Linked DNA regions of Sus scrofa: region 2 is linked to region 1. The links are chromatin contacts, called in public promoter capture Hi-C maps. All regions are on one chromosome and are shown on one strand. Each heading gives the region's core, a stretch centred on a gene start, on an enhancer-like site or on the middle of the called end of the contact. The rest is flanking DNA. Distances are from core to core; before and after follow the strand shown. Region 1 holds the start of LOC100522040 (formiminotransferase N-terminal subdomain-containing protein-like). Region 2 holds the start of SGO2 (shugoshin 2).

Region 1 (6,633 bases), core at 219-2,718:
TTTTTTCATGATGAGCAGTCATCTAGACCAGTTAATTATTTGGAGGGCAAGAGAAGAAACTATATATACCTTCGTCATCACTTGACTCAGGGCACAAAGTTGGCAGGCACATTGTTTTAAAGCATTAATTTCAAAAGCAATAAACTGTTTAATAAACTAATTGTTTCACAGTTCAACAAACACATTTAGCCATATTCTAGCTTTACCTGATAACACTAGCACTACCCAAGAGAACTTTCTGCAGTTGATGGAAATAGTCCATAGAAATGCTCTGTATTTGCACTGTCCATTACAGCACTTAGAAACCTTTGGTGCTACTGAGCACCTGAAGTTAGTGCGACTAAGAAACTGGATTTTTAATTCTATTTAATTTTAATTAATTTAAAGTCATATATAACTAATGGCTACTGTACTAATGACAACAGCAGTTTTAGATTAAGATCCAGCTTTCCAAGACAACATATCCTGCAGCCACAAAATTAATAATAAAGATAATATCACACACTAGGACTTCCCGTGGTGGTTTAGCGGAAACAAATCCGACTAGTATCCATGAGGACATGGGTTCCATCCCTGCCCTCGTTCAGTGGCTTAAGTAAGGATCCAGCGTTGCTATGGCTGTGGTGTAAGGCCAGCAGCTACAGCTCAGATTTGAACTTACATATGCCGTGGGTGTGGCCCTAAACACACACACATACACACACACACACACACTCATTCACAAAAACAAAAGTACAGAATTTAAGTGAGCATCAAAGTATTGACATGCTTAGCAATTACTGTCCCTTTCTTAGGGTTACTGAGAATGTCACACCTAGTAAAGCCTTTTTTGTTTACTTGTTTGCTTTTTTAATAACTGCCAGCGTTTTTTGAACACTACATACTAATTTAAAAGCCATCTCTCCGTCTCCTGCCCAACACCCACACACACACACACCCCTCTGAGAAACCAAGTTGTAGAATAAATATACATTATCTGTCTCATTTCTATGTCTTAAATTCCACTTCCTGGACTGCCAGCTCGCTCTTTCCAGGTTGTAGCCCTCCAAACACAGCCTTCCTCTGGGGCTCTATGAGGAGGGGATTAGGGGCGTGGAAGGGGCGATTTGGGATTTCGTGGAGCCACCCGGGTTAGCACACGTGTGGGTGTGTTCAGGCGAGGCACGGAATCAGGCAGCAGCTATGACGGAAGAATCTAGAGAATTCTCATAGCCACAAGGGAAAGGAACAGGTGCCCAGGAAGGCCGCAGGTTACCTGCACATCCCCGGGGAAATAGAGAACGTGATGCTGGGGCGGCGTTTGCGGCTCCACCTTCGTCGGGTCCCCAGGGAGGTTCCGCGGTTCCTGTCCCTCCCCCGCGGCCACCGCCCCCGCCGCCAGCAGGAGCAACTCGTTGCAGCGCTGCGGATCTGCACCCGGCACCGTGGACAGCCGCAGGCACTGCGGTCGGAGCCCCTCGGCCGAGGAGCAGAGCGCGCCGCCGCTGCTGCTGCTGCCGCCAAGGTTCATGGTTCTGGCCTGAGAGCAGGTCGCGGCGATTCCGATTCCGAGTTGCGGCAGAAGAAGCAGCAGCGGCGGCGACCGCAGGAGCCTGAACCCCCACATGGGTCGCCGCCGCCAGAGCGGTTCGTGTGGTGGGGAAAGTCTCGAGGGAGGAACTTCGGCCCGGCGGCACCCAACGGTCAGCAGGAACGGCCCGGGCGGGACCTGCAGTGGGGGCAAAGTGGCGTCAGAGGCCGACGTCCGCGCGCAGCGTGCGTCACGGAAGGAGGGGTGTGCGCGAAATTCGACTCGGGTTCCCGGGAGGAGGCGACGAGGGGGCGTGGCCCGGGAAGGACGTTTATGATTGGTGGGTTCTGCACCAGCGGGAAGTTCGAACGGAAGTCTCGGAAGGAACCTGAGGAAACGCAAAGGAAGAGGGAGTGAGCCGAGGACTCCCAGCGGGAAGGGCAGCCGTTGTGACATTCCTATAGCAGAGGCTGCCGAAGGTCGCTGTCCAGTAGTGGGGTAGAGAGTTTTGAGTATACCATGCCCCTCTTTCTGTAGACTCAACTTTCAGGTGAGGTTTTTCTAGTCCTTCGGGCCTTAAAAGAGACACAGCCCCAGAGATAATAGAGTAACTCTGTCCTGTGGGACAGAACTTCTGTGGGAGGTCTTTTACGTGTTCTGCATGAAGAAAATCTCCCTCTTCTCACACCCTCGCGTTTCCCTGCGGACACACAAAGATTTCTAGGTTCCTGAGACTTGATTTAGTTATGAAGTCTAATGCGTCTCTGGTAGCAGGGAGCAGGACACAAGGAGTGGGATGGGGGAAATGGGAACAAGCTTTAGTTGTTACACATTTGATGTCATTTTGATGTCGTTGGTGTTTACAGCCAACGGGACTTGCTATTTTAGGGTTTTCAAAAACCAGCTTGAACACTAGGAAAGTCATAGGTGTCCAACAATTATCTGTACCCAGTTGAGTATGAATAAGATTTAACTAAAAGTATGCAAAAGACGAGGAAGGGGGGAGCCCAGTGTTCTAAAGTCCTTGTGAGGCAGGGCACTGTAAGGTAATGTGTGGGAGAAATAATAGTGAGAATTTAAAATATTACAGCCAACATTTATTGAGGCATATTGTAGGCCAGAAGTTGAACTAGGCACTTCATATATTAACTCTTCTGGGTCTATATATGTGTGTACTTAAGTACACACGCTCTTTTCTTTACTCCACATATCAAATATCAATAAGTAGCCTTGAAGTATGAATACAAATGAGTAAATGATAAAATGTAGTTTTCTTACATATACTTATATATACTTAGTGACTTCAGAGAGGTATAATATGATAGCCTACTCTGGTCTAATTATTGAGTTTCATCTGACATCATAATAGTAACCAATCAAATTTAATTTTACCAAGTATATCTGCTGCTTCCTAAAAGTAACTGGTTAAAAAGAAGCAGAGGCTAATTATATAATAATGAATATATAACCATATTTCAGCAATCAACCTTCATTTTATTTTGTGAATCACATGCATGTTGTTACCATCTCTTGTTAGGTAGAGGATTACTAAAATGTAATCCATAAACCAAACGTTTTCATGGGGTTTGATTTTTGTGGTCTTGTTTTTAGGTTGACCTTTTAATTGAATCTGTCATTATTGAAGGGGGTGGGAAATTCTTGTGTTTTAGAAAGAAAATTAGGAATTCCCATCGTGGCGCAGTGGTTAACGAATCTGAGTAGGAACCATGAGGTTTCAGGTTCGATCCCTGGCCTTGTTCAGTGGGTTAATGATCCGGTGTTGCGGTGAGCTGTGGTGTGGGTCACAGACGCGGCTCAGATCCCGCGTTGCTGTGGCTGTGGCGTAGGCCGGGTGGCTCAGCTCCGATTAGACCCCTTGCCTGGGAACGTCCATGTGCCACGAAAGCGGCCCTAGAAAAGGCAAAAAGACAAAAAAAAAAAAAAAAAAGAAAGAAAGAAAATTAAGTATAATAACTATTAAATATACTACAAGGTTATTTCAGTAGCTCTAAGATAATTGAAATCTTTGAGAAATACAAATATATGATATAAAGGGCACAGTAAAGTAACAGACTGAAGTAAGCACAAGGTTTTTTTGTTTGTTTTGTTTTATCCCCACAGACAAGGATTTACATAACCATACAGGAGCAACTTCCGGAGATAGTAATAGCTCTCAATTACTCAGCTGAGGTATGTATGTCATTTATGGTAAGTCATTAACACTGTAATTCCTTCTCATAGGTACCATTGATATTACTGTAATATGGTGTTTTCTCTCCATCCCCTCTTCCTTTTTCCAGGAAGACCAATTTTGTAAGCAGTACTTTTCTAACAACCATGGGCACAGACAGCCCAGCACTGTCTTTCTTTATTCTCTGTAAGAATGGACTTTCCTTCCTTGCTAGAAGTCTTACATATACCAAGTTGCTATAGCCAGGTGTTTGGGTTTAGCCCTCCTTATAACAGATAGAGATCTCCACAAGGATTTTATTTTGTTTGTAATGCAAAAGCGTAGCTCATCTTTGGACTCTTGACAGTTCTCAAGAGATCTTGAGGGCTCTTGGAACTTTTGTTATACCACTCAATATAATATATAGAAAAAGTTAACAAAATTAGACGGAATCTGAGAATGGCTAATTTACCTTGGAAAGGATAGCATTAAAAGATAATTAGTTTATTACCTCTGTAGATATTACAGTAGTTACAGAGATTAACCCTATATCATAAATAGTAAAATTGGCCATCTGTAATACAATGAGGAATGGTAAAAACTAGCAAACTAGAAAGATATGTCATATTTGAAGGAGGCAGTCACTCTTTACCACAATCCAGCTATAGAATGAAGGTAGCATTTTGCCAAACTTTTAGATTTTTCAAGGGAAATCAGATGCTCAGATTTTTATGTGTCATTTCCCAATTTGTAAATGTTGACAACTAATTAAATTTACTTTCAAAACATGTATCAAATTAAATGTATGTATAGGCCAAATTTGGCTTGTGGGCTGCAAAAGTGCAATTTCTCTGCTAAAAGGTAAATGAATGGATACCAGAGACCTTGAGCATGCGTTCCTGTACGAAATTGAATGGGAAAGAAATAATGGGGAAAGATTTTAAGAAATTTTTTCATGGGGTGAGAATTTGATCACACTTGATATTCTTTGAGAAATGCCAATAAATGCTTTAATTCTTTTCACTTTTTCTTAGTTTTAGACAGGTGCGTTTTGAGTCTCTGTACCAAAACTGTACATTGAGTAGAGCAAGCTTCATATGAGTTATACAACTCTAGCATATAATTTTGACCCCAAAGGGAGTTCCTGTCATGGCACAGTGGAAACAAAGCTGACTAGTAAGCATGAGTTTGCAGGTTCCATCCCTGGCCTCGCTCAGTGGGTTAAGGATCTGGTATTGCCATGAGCTGTGATGTAGGTCGCAGATGTGGCTTGGATCTGGCATTGCTGTAGCTATGGTATAGGCCAACAAATGTAGCTCCGATTTGACCCCTAGCCTGGGAACTTCCATATGCCATGGGTGCAGCCCTAAAAAGAAAAAAAAAAAAATTATGATACTTTGCCCCCAAAATGCCTAATAAAACAAGTTTAGAGAATAAAGGCAGTTGGGAATTTGAAAGCTTATTTTTTGGCTGGTCTCACTAGTTAAGTGACACCCTTTACACTACCCTTGTAGCATATGATTTAAACATATGCTTTGGCAAAATCCATGCTTTAGCAAAATACAAACTGCTATATGTCAAGACCTTATGGATTATCTTTAATGTTTAGTGAACCCTCAAATGCACTGATTTGACCGACCATACTTGCATACATTGTACTTTACCCACTATGAAAAGGGTAGGAAATATCAATGAAAAACTTAATAAATCCTCAATGAAATACTAAGAAGCCAAATACAGCAAAATACAAAAAGAATTATACATCATGACAAAGTGAGATTTGTCCTAGGAATGCAAGGTTGGTTTCACATCTGAAGTTCAATTAACATTATAATCCATATCAATAGAATAAAAACCAAAAATGACATGATCATATTAATAGCCACAGAGATAGCATTTGACAAAATCCAACACCCTTTCATAATTTCAAAAAAACAATGAACTAGAAATAGATCCTCAGGGTCTTCCACCTAATAAAGGACATCTGTGAAAAACCCGTCATATTTAATGGTGAAAGACTGAATGTTTGCTCACTAAGAACACAAGCAAGGTAAAGATATCTACTCTTACCATTTCCAATCAACATTTCACTAAAGGCTTAAGCTGAGGCAGTTAGGCAAGAAAAAGAAATAAAAGATATCCAGATTGGAAAGGAAGAAGTAACTCCATGCAGAAAATCCTAGGAATCCACTAAAAACTATGAGAAATAATGAGCAATTTCAGCAAGGTTGCAGGATAGAATCTCAATATTCAACAGTTAATTGTATTTTTAAACATTAGCATTGAATAAACTAAAATGAAGTTAAGAAAATGATTCTATTAATGAGGACATATATCCCTAAATATTTGACAGACCTACTTCACCGGATATTTTACTTGACTATATAGCACACTCTCTACTCAATCAGCTTGTGTTCACAGATCGTGAAATCATGTGACATGTATTCTCATGAACCCTTGTATATATATAATTAAATTTGACTTTCTCCTGGTTAAAAAAAAAATCTATTTACAGTAGAATCAAAAAGAATAAAATACTTAGGAATAAATTTAATAAAGCTATAAAACATTAAAGAAAATAAATTAAAGAAGACTTTAATAGCACTGGGTGTTCATTCTGGCTCTTCTTGCTCCAACACTGCTCTCCTCTGAGATGAAAGTGCTGTTTCTGGGAATGGGGAGAATGCACACTTAGAAGGACCAGAATTAGCTCAGACCTGATCCTTAGGACTTCTGCTCCCACACCTTGGGACCTGATCCTGCCCCCCAACAGGGTGGTGACACCCACTGAGCATAGGAGAGCCCTTGTGCATACCTGCTCTGGCTCTAGCCCTTCCATCTCCAGCCCCACCTCCCCAAAAGATGATAGCTACCAGCACATCCTGGGGAAGACATGACCAGTGCTCACTTTAGATCCAACTCTCCCACCAAAACCACTGGGCATACACAGACT
Region 2 (6,994 bases), core at 3,201-5,700, 560 kb before region 1:
CAGGGCCGGGGTCAGTGTCTTCTTTTCTCCCATCACTGCTAACAAACAATTTTTCCTCCTTCCTTTTTCTAAGCCGTAGCTGATCTGAACTGTAGCCATCTGGACACAGTATCTCTCCCTGTCTCCTCAGCATAGTCTGCTAAGGTTCTTCTAATCATCCATTACTGATGACATTAGCTTCTGTTTCATCATCTTTCTCTCTACACCTGCTCCATTCTTGGTGAGTTACTATTTATGGAGAAACGCATCTAATAATACCTCCATCCCTTGTCTTCTACCCCATCTCAGCCTGGAACCTTGGCATTATGGTCATTGAATGACCTCCAAAATCTTGAATTCGAGTGTGATATTCTTTGACTACTGCCTCCAATTCTTCCAGCTCACTTATTCTAGTCCTCCTATTCAATAATTCCTCAACTTCTTTGAGATTCCCCAACCCATTAACTTCACTACTTTTTCACTATCCATCTCCACCTTTATATAGTTATTTCCCTCCTTACCCAGCTTAGAGTCCATGGGTCACCCTGGGACTCAACCATTTATAAACATCCTCATCTCTCACTCTTCTCTCCTTGTATTATATTACTTAACTAAATCTCAATGCCAGGTGAGCCCAAAGATCGACTTCCTTAGCAGCACCTACACTATGGCTGTGGGGTGGTGCTGGGTGAAAGTTACATAACAGAGATGATTATGTATAATGCCATGCACGTACAATGCCATCCATGTATAATTATAATCTTCAAACAGGCTCTCATTCCTTCTGGGCTATCCCGTCATGTTTCTATAGAATGTTTACCCTTTCAATTTCTTTTTTTTTTTTGAACTTTTTTTTTTTGGTCTTTTTGCCTTTTTTAGGGCCACTCTTGTTTTAAACAGAGCGAACTGTATAGAAAGAAAAAGTTAGTATGTTTGCTAAAGTTGGAAAAAGACGAATATTGCTGCCTTTTGAGAAGATTTCTTTTTTCTTTCTTTCTTTTTTTTTTTTTTTTTTGCCTTTTCCAGGGCTGCTCCCGCGGCATATGGAAGTTCCCAGGCTAGGGGTCTAATCAGAGCTGTAACCACCGGCCTACGCCAGAGCCACAGCAATGCAGGATCCGAGCTGCATCTGCAGGACCTACACTACAGCTCACGGCAACGCTGGATCGGTTAACCCACTGAACGAGGCCAGGAATCGAACCTGCAACCTCATGGTTCCTAGTCAGATTCGTTAACCACTGCGCCACAACGGGAACTCCCTCAATTTCTTAAGAAAAGTAATTCATACGTTATTCTCCCTCAAATGTCTTCCATTCTTCATCTCCTCTATTCTTAGCCACTGACCTTGCTGTAGACTTAATTGAGAAAGTCACTTAATCAGAATATCCTCATTTTTCCACCATGAAATCTACTACTTTACCTGAACTTAAATCTACCTTCTCTGTTTTACCTCCTATCCCTGCTCTTGTCAAAGAGAAATTCCTTGTGTTCTGACATCACTACCCTTTTGCCTTCTCAAGCACTTCATTCCTTCAGTTGTCCCCCTCTCCTGCATCAACCGTCTCTACCTACTATCACGTCATCTCCAGCAGCATAATCTACTCTAGCGATTCCCATCCTAAAACTCTTTCCCTTGACTTGATCTCCCACCTCAATGACAGCCCCATTTCTCTCCTCTTTGTAATAAGTCTTCTCTGCAGAGTTATAACCAGTCTGCCATCTCACTTTCACTCTTTAACCCACTTTTCTCTGGGCTTGTGTCCTCATCACAGCATTGAAACTGCTCTTGGCAAGGTCACCAAGAACTCCCATATTATCAAGTCTATTGGGCTCTTGATCTCTTGGCAGCATTTGACATACATGACACTTTACTTTCTTGTAGCTTCAACTTTCACTTTACTTTCTTCCTGTAGCTTCATACTCTGTTCCTCTCTGGCTCTTCCTTCTAAGTCTGAAATCTAAGTACTGGAGTCAGTGTTCCATTCTATTTCTTCTTATTTACCTTTCCTTTCATGGATGATTTCACCCAGTCCCACGGCTTTAAATGCTGATGATTTCCAAATTCACACCTTGAGCACAGGGTTTCACTCTTGCTCCAGATTAATTTAATTGCTATATGATTTCTTTACCTGGATGTCTGTTGAGTCTCTCAATCCTAATAGTCTAAAATACAGCTTCTGAGCTCTCTCATCGTTCACCATTTCAGTAAATGGCACCATCACTCAGCTGTTAAGCCAACAATTTAGAGGTAATCCTGCATTTTCCCTTTCCCTCATTTCCCATATGTAGCCATCATGAAAATATACCCCTCAGATGTCTGATTACAGGGAACATTACTGATGGATAGACCCCACATGCTGTGCTCTGAAATCTACCACCACGTTGGAGGCCACATTTCCTACTGACCGCTCCCAGCCTGCGACTGAGTATGGTAAGGATACTAAAGCAGGCCCATTTCTGGGAGCCATAAGACTCCTTTGATGGGGGAAACTGGCTGGAAAAACTCATTGGCTTTCCTGAAACTTTCTTGAACTGCATCATATCTACAACGTTTCCTACCCTACATTTCCTATCCTCCATGGGAAGCCAAATCTGCATCTAGTCTAAAGGCTCTCCCAGTCTCCTTCAGATCCCTCCCTAGTTTTCCCTTTCTCCATAAATGTTTTGCTGTCCACTTCTCAAAGAAGATGATCTAACGCATTATAGTTGATCATCAGCAAATTTAATGTCATTGCTATTTCTCAAATACATTTCTTGTGTTCATCCACTTCTCTCCTCTCCTGCCATCACCACGTGATGAGAAGCTACACCATTTGTCCCTGGTTTCCTGAAGCAGCCACCTACCTCCAATTTATGCCTCTTCAATTCATTCTCATTGCAGTAGCCAGAGTGATTTTTTTAAAAATAGGAAATCAATCATGCCATTTCCCTGCTTAAAACCTTCCAATGGCTTCCCATGATGCAGAGAGTAAAATTTAAACTCCTACCTCTGCCACAAGATGCTTTAAAAGTTGGCTCCTGCCTCTTCTTTCAACTTCATGACATATCACCTTCCCCCTTGTCCCCATGCTCACCGAGCTCCAGCCACACGTGTCCTTTCTCTTCCTAAAAACTGTGAAGTCCTTTCCTGCCTCAGGGCCTTTCCACTTTCTCTCCCTTCTTCCTAAAATACTCTTCCCCAACCCTTCAGAAGGTTGGCTCGTTCTCATCCTTAGTGCTCGACTTAAATGTCCTCCCATCAGTAAGTCCTTCTCTACCCAAGCCAGCATCTCCACTCAACATTCTCCTGTTTCCTCCCAAGTGGCTACCACTATCTGTAACTATTTTTCCGAGTGTCTGTTTCTCACACTTGAATAGTAGGCAAGATATGGCCCATGCGTGGCCAATCGTTTTTCTATGGCCCACACTCTAAGAAATAGTTTTCATGTATTTAAGTGTTTGAAAAAAATTTTTTAAGAATATTTCATCACACTTGAAAATTATGTGAAATTCAAATATCAGTATCCATAAATAAAGTTAGAACACAGTCACTCTCATTCATCTATGTATTATCTATGCTTTAACACTACAACAGCAGACTTGAATAGTGCTCTATGGCCCACAAAGCCTAAAATATTTACAGACAAAGTCTTCTTACTGCTGCGCTAAAATGGAAGTTCTATTCTAGTGGCTCAGGGATGTTGATTATTAGTTCAATTCTTCTCTCTCAGTGCCTGGTCTGTAGCCAGTGCTCAATAATTATGAGTTGAACAAACCTCCCCCCTCTCCCAGTACCGTCAATATCTGAGGGGGTAGGTAGGTGGGCTTACCTCTCTTTGGCTTATTTCCTTCTAAGACCCAGTCAGAAAAATTAGAAACCAATTATCATTGAGTCTGGGAAAGTACATTGAGAATAGGGCTGTGTTTTATTCATTTTGAAACACCTAGCAAAGTCTCTTGCACAAGGGACGGTGCAGCTGAAAACTGACAGAACTCTTGGGTATATTGTTAAGAGGACATCAGTGCATACAAAGGACTTAGCAGACTCTCAGCTGTACAGAAGCACTCAATACACGTTTGCTCCTGCCTCGATTTTTCCTTGCTGTGACGGGAATAAAAACATAGAGCTGTCGCACAGATTAAACAAGAATGTTCTGCGTGAAACAGTGCTGTAAACCACAAACACTATCCAAATGCACAATCATCTAAGTGCAATATATTAATTACTCTTGGCACTGAGCAGCTCAGTTTGGAGGGAAGGGCCCTCACCTAGAGGTGAGAACTTATCCAAATTCTTACCATTTATTCTGACCCTGGACGGTTGCAATTTTGGTGCTGTATTTTCTTCATGTGTAAAAGCAGCCTCTGGACAGACAAGCCCGTTCCTCAGGGCCCCAGCCTGCGTCTCTCTGAGTGACCTTTCCTTCCCGGGCAAACAGAGACAACCCGGAGCGACTTCACTCCTTTGGAACCAGCAGGCGGCGGCAGAAGGGGCGGGGCCCGCCCGCGGGCGGGGCACCTGAGGGGAGGGTCCCAGCGTGTCCGGGGCGGGGCTAACCTTTTCCGGCCGTCGCCTTCAGGCGGGTTTGGGGCGCACGGGGGCGCCGCTGAGACCGCTCTGCTACCTGAGCTGCCGAGCCCCGGGGAAGGCGCTCACTTCCGCGTCAGGCCCCGCGGCGTCAGACGGCCGCGCCGAGGGCCGGGCGGGCCGCAGGTCAGTGGGGAAGGCCGCCTACCCCGCCCCTCCCGTTCGGAGGAGCGGGGCTCCGGGTGGGCCGTGGATCCGGGAGGCGGAGGGGCGCCCTGAGGAAAGGCCCCGGCCGGGCTGATAATCCGAGCCCTCCGGGCTGCAGGCTCTGGCTTCGGGCCGATTTGGGATCCCCGGACTGAGGGAAGACCCCGGCCGGACTTTGTGGTGTCCCAGCTTTTCCCCTTTCGTCCCGCTTCGCGGGAGGAGGGCGAGTCTCTTGAACAGCGTTTTTCAAAGTGGGGTCCGTGGACAGACTCCCGACCCTTCCTTAGACTTTCTGAACTGGAGTCTATGTCGTGGTCCGAGAATGAAGGGTCCTTGATGGTTTTGATCCAAATGGTCACTCTGGGAACACTTCCTCAGAGGCAAGGGTACTTCCGACACAGCAGGGAGTCCTTGAAGTGGCGATGGTCCTCTGCCTTAGGGTTGTCCCTGGAATCCTTGCGCTCCGGGTGCTGCTGTGTTCCTACTGCCACCAATGGGAGTCTCCTGATGGACATATGCTTAGTGAATGAAGTGCCCCAGTCCAGAGCCTTAGTAGTGAAACTGTGCTGAAGGAGGCAGTGTGAGGTGTGAGCTGCTTTGAACTTGGAGTTGGTCTTGCTGACCCGGATTGGGACTGACTCCACCACTTACTAGCAGGGCAGCCCTGGTATAGACCCTGCACACATCACTCTTTCTTTCTCCTACCTGTCAGTAGGGACAGTAATTCCTACCCAATAGGGCTTTTGCGTGAATTAGGTAATGTCTGTTAGTATCTCCTTCAGCGCCTGGCACATCGCAGTCAGTAAATGGGACTTGTTAAGGGTGATACAGGCCCTGCCTCCCTGCAGGTTACAGTCCCCCAAACTAGGGATTAGTTAAGTATGTGGACAGGGGTACAAAGTGTATCTGAAGAACTTTGCAGTGGTTTTACCTGGGGGTGCTTAGGAAGGTCATAGAAGCAGTGTCATTTGCCTACAGCTTTGAAGAATAGATAGGATTCCAGGGAGCTGATGACAGGAGCAGCATGAACCAGTTCCATCCCAGGCCTCAGAGGTGCTTCTTTCACATGGATCAGGCTGCTCCTTGGCCTTGTAGGCAGTGTGGGAAATCACATAGATAAATGGGTTTTGAAGAGTGGACTGTTGACGCATAATAGTTTGTGTTTACTGACCATGTTTCACACACATAGTATTCCCCAGACCCTAATGGTATCCTTCTCTTATTTCATTGGAAATTGGCTAAACTGGAGCATCTACGAAAGGATAGTAGTAGATGGTGTGGTGAAAGTGAATAGCCATGGATGTAGTTGAGCCTCTTGGCTGCCATTTTACACTTGCCATGAGGTGTGCAGATACATTGCGTGTACTTTTTTCATCACAGTAGTATCTTAGATTCCATAGAAATGGCACAGTCAGCTGTGGTTCATCTATCTCCAGAATGGATTAAGAAACCAAATCCTTAAAATTTCCCTAAAGCTTCCGTCGTTTCAGAGGGAAGAGGCCAGATTTGGAGATGTCATTTGTTTTTTTTTCTGGACCAGTCGGGCTTTTGGTATACATGGAATTATGACCTTAGTCACCTAATTGAGGAGTTACATTTGCTCTTATTAGTAACTTCTGCTCTTATGTTTAATCTCCAGAGGCAACATAAACTCCCTCAGTATATTCTTCTGATAAAATTTTTTATCACTATCGATAATATTTATCCTTTATTGAATACCTACCCTGAGCCAGATACTGGCTTTTATTATATAGTTTTAATAATAATATTCTTTTATTATATAGTTATTCTTTTGATAGTCCTTTGAGGTGGGCATCATCCCTACCTCCAATTTAGAGATGGGGAAACAGGCAGAGAAGTATTTATCCGGAGTCTCAAGCCAGTAAATGGTAGAGCCTAGTAGCCCAAGTCCATGCTACATGCTGACCACCTCTGCAAGCCTACCCAGCCCCGTCAGACTTACTGTTGTTTAAAAAGATACGTGAATAGGAGTTCCCATCGTGGCTCAGCAGAAATGAATCTTACTGGAAACCATGAGATAGCAGGTTCCATCCCTGGCCTTGCTCAGTGGGTTAAGGATCTGGCATTGTCATGAGCTGTGGTGTAAGTCACAGGCGCAGCTCAGATCCTGCGTTGCTGTGGCTGTGGCCAGCAGCTGTAGCTCCGATTCAACCCCTAGCCTGGGAAACTCCATATGCCTTGGGTGTGGCCCTAAAAAGCAAAAAATAAAAATAAAAAGATACGTGCACATTGAAGATCATAAGCACACCTCACCTTTGCTTTATATGTAACAGACAATGC

What was found. Promoter capture Hi-C pulls out the DNA fragments that hold promoters and counts their contacts.
Region 2: a contact with region 1 is called in a promoter capture Hi-C map of liver, with 5 times the contacts expected there. The contact joins the promoter of SGO2 here to the promoter of LOC100522040 in region 1.

What each region holds. Positions count from the first base shown.
Region 1 is chr15:103,537,992-103,544,624 of Sscrofa11.1, reverse strand. LOC100522040 (formiminotransferase N-terminal subdomain-containing protein-like) reads left to right here and starts at 1,468. Exons shown (of 7, transcript XM_021075940.1): 1 at 1,468-1,682; 2 at 3,632-3,700. The coding sequence starts at 1,605.
Region 2 is chr15:104,096,834-104,103,827 of Sscrofa11.1, reverse strand. It overlaps SGO2 (shugoshin 2), which reads right to left and starts at 4,450. Exons shown (of 10, transcript XM_005672058.3): 1 at 4,258-4,450. KCTD18 (BTB/POZ domain-containing protein KCTD18) reads left to right here and starts at 4,528. Exons shown (of 7, transcript XM_003133574.5): 1 at 4,528-4,672.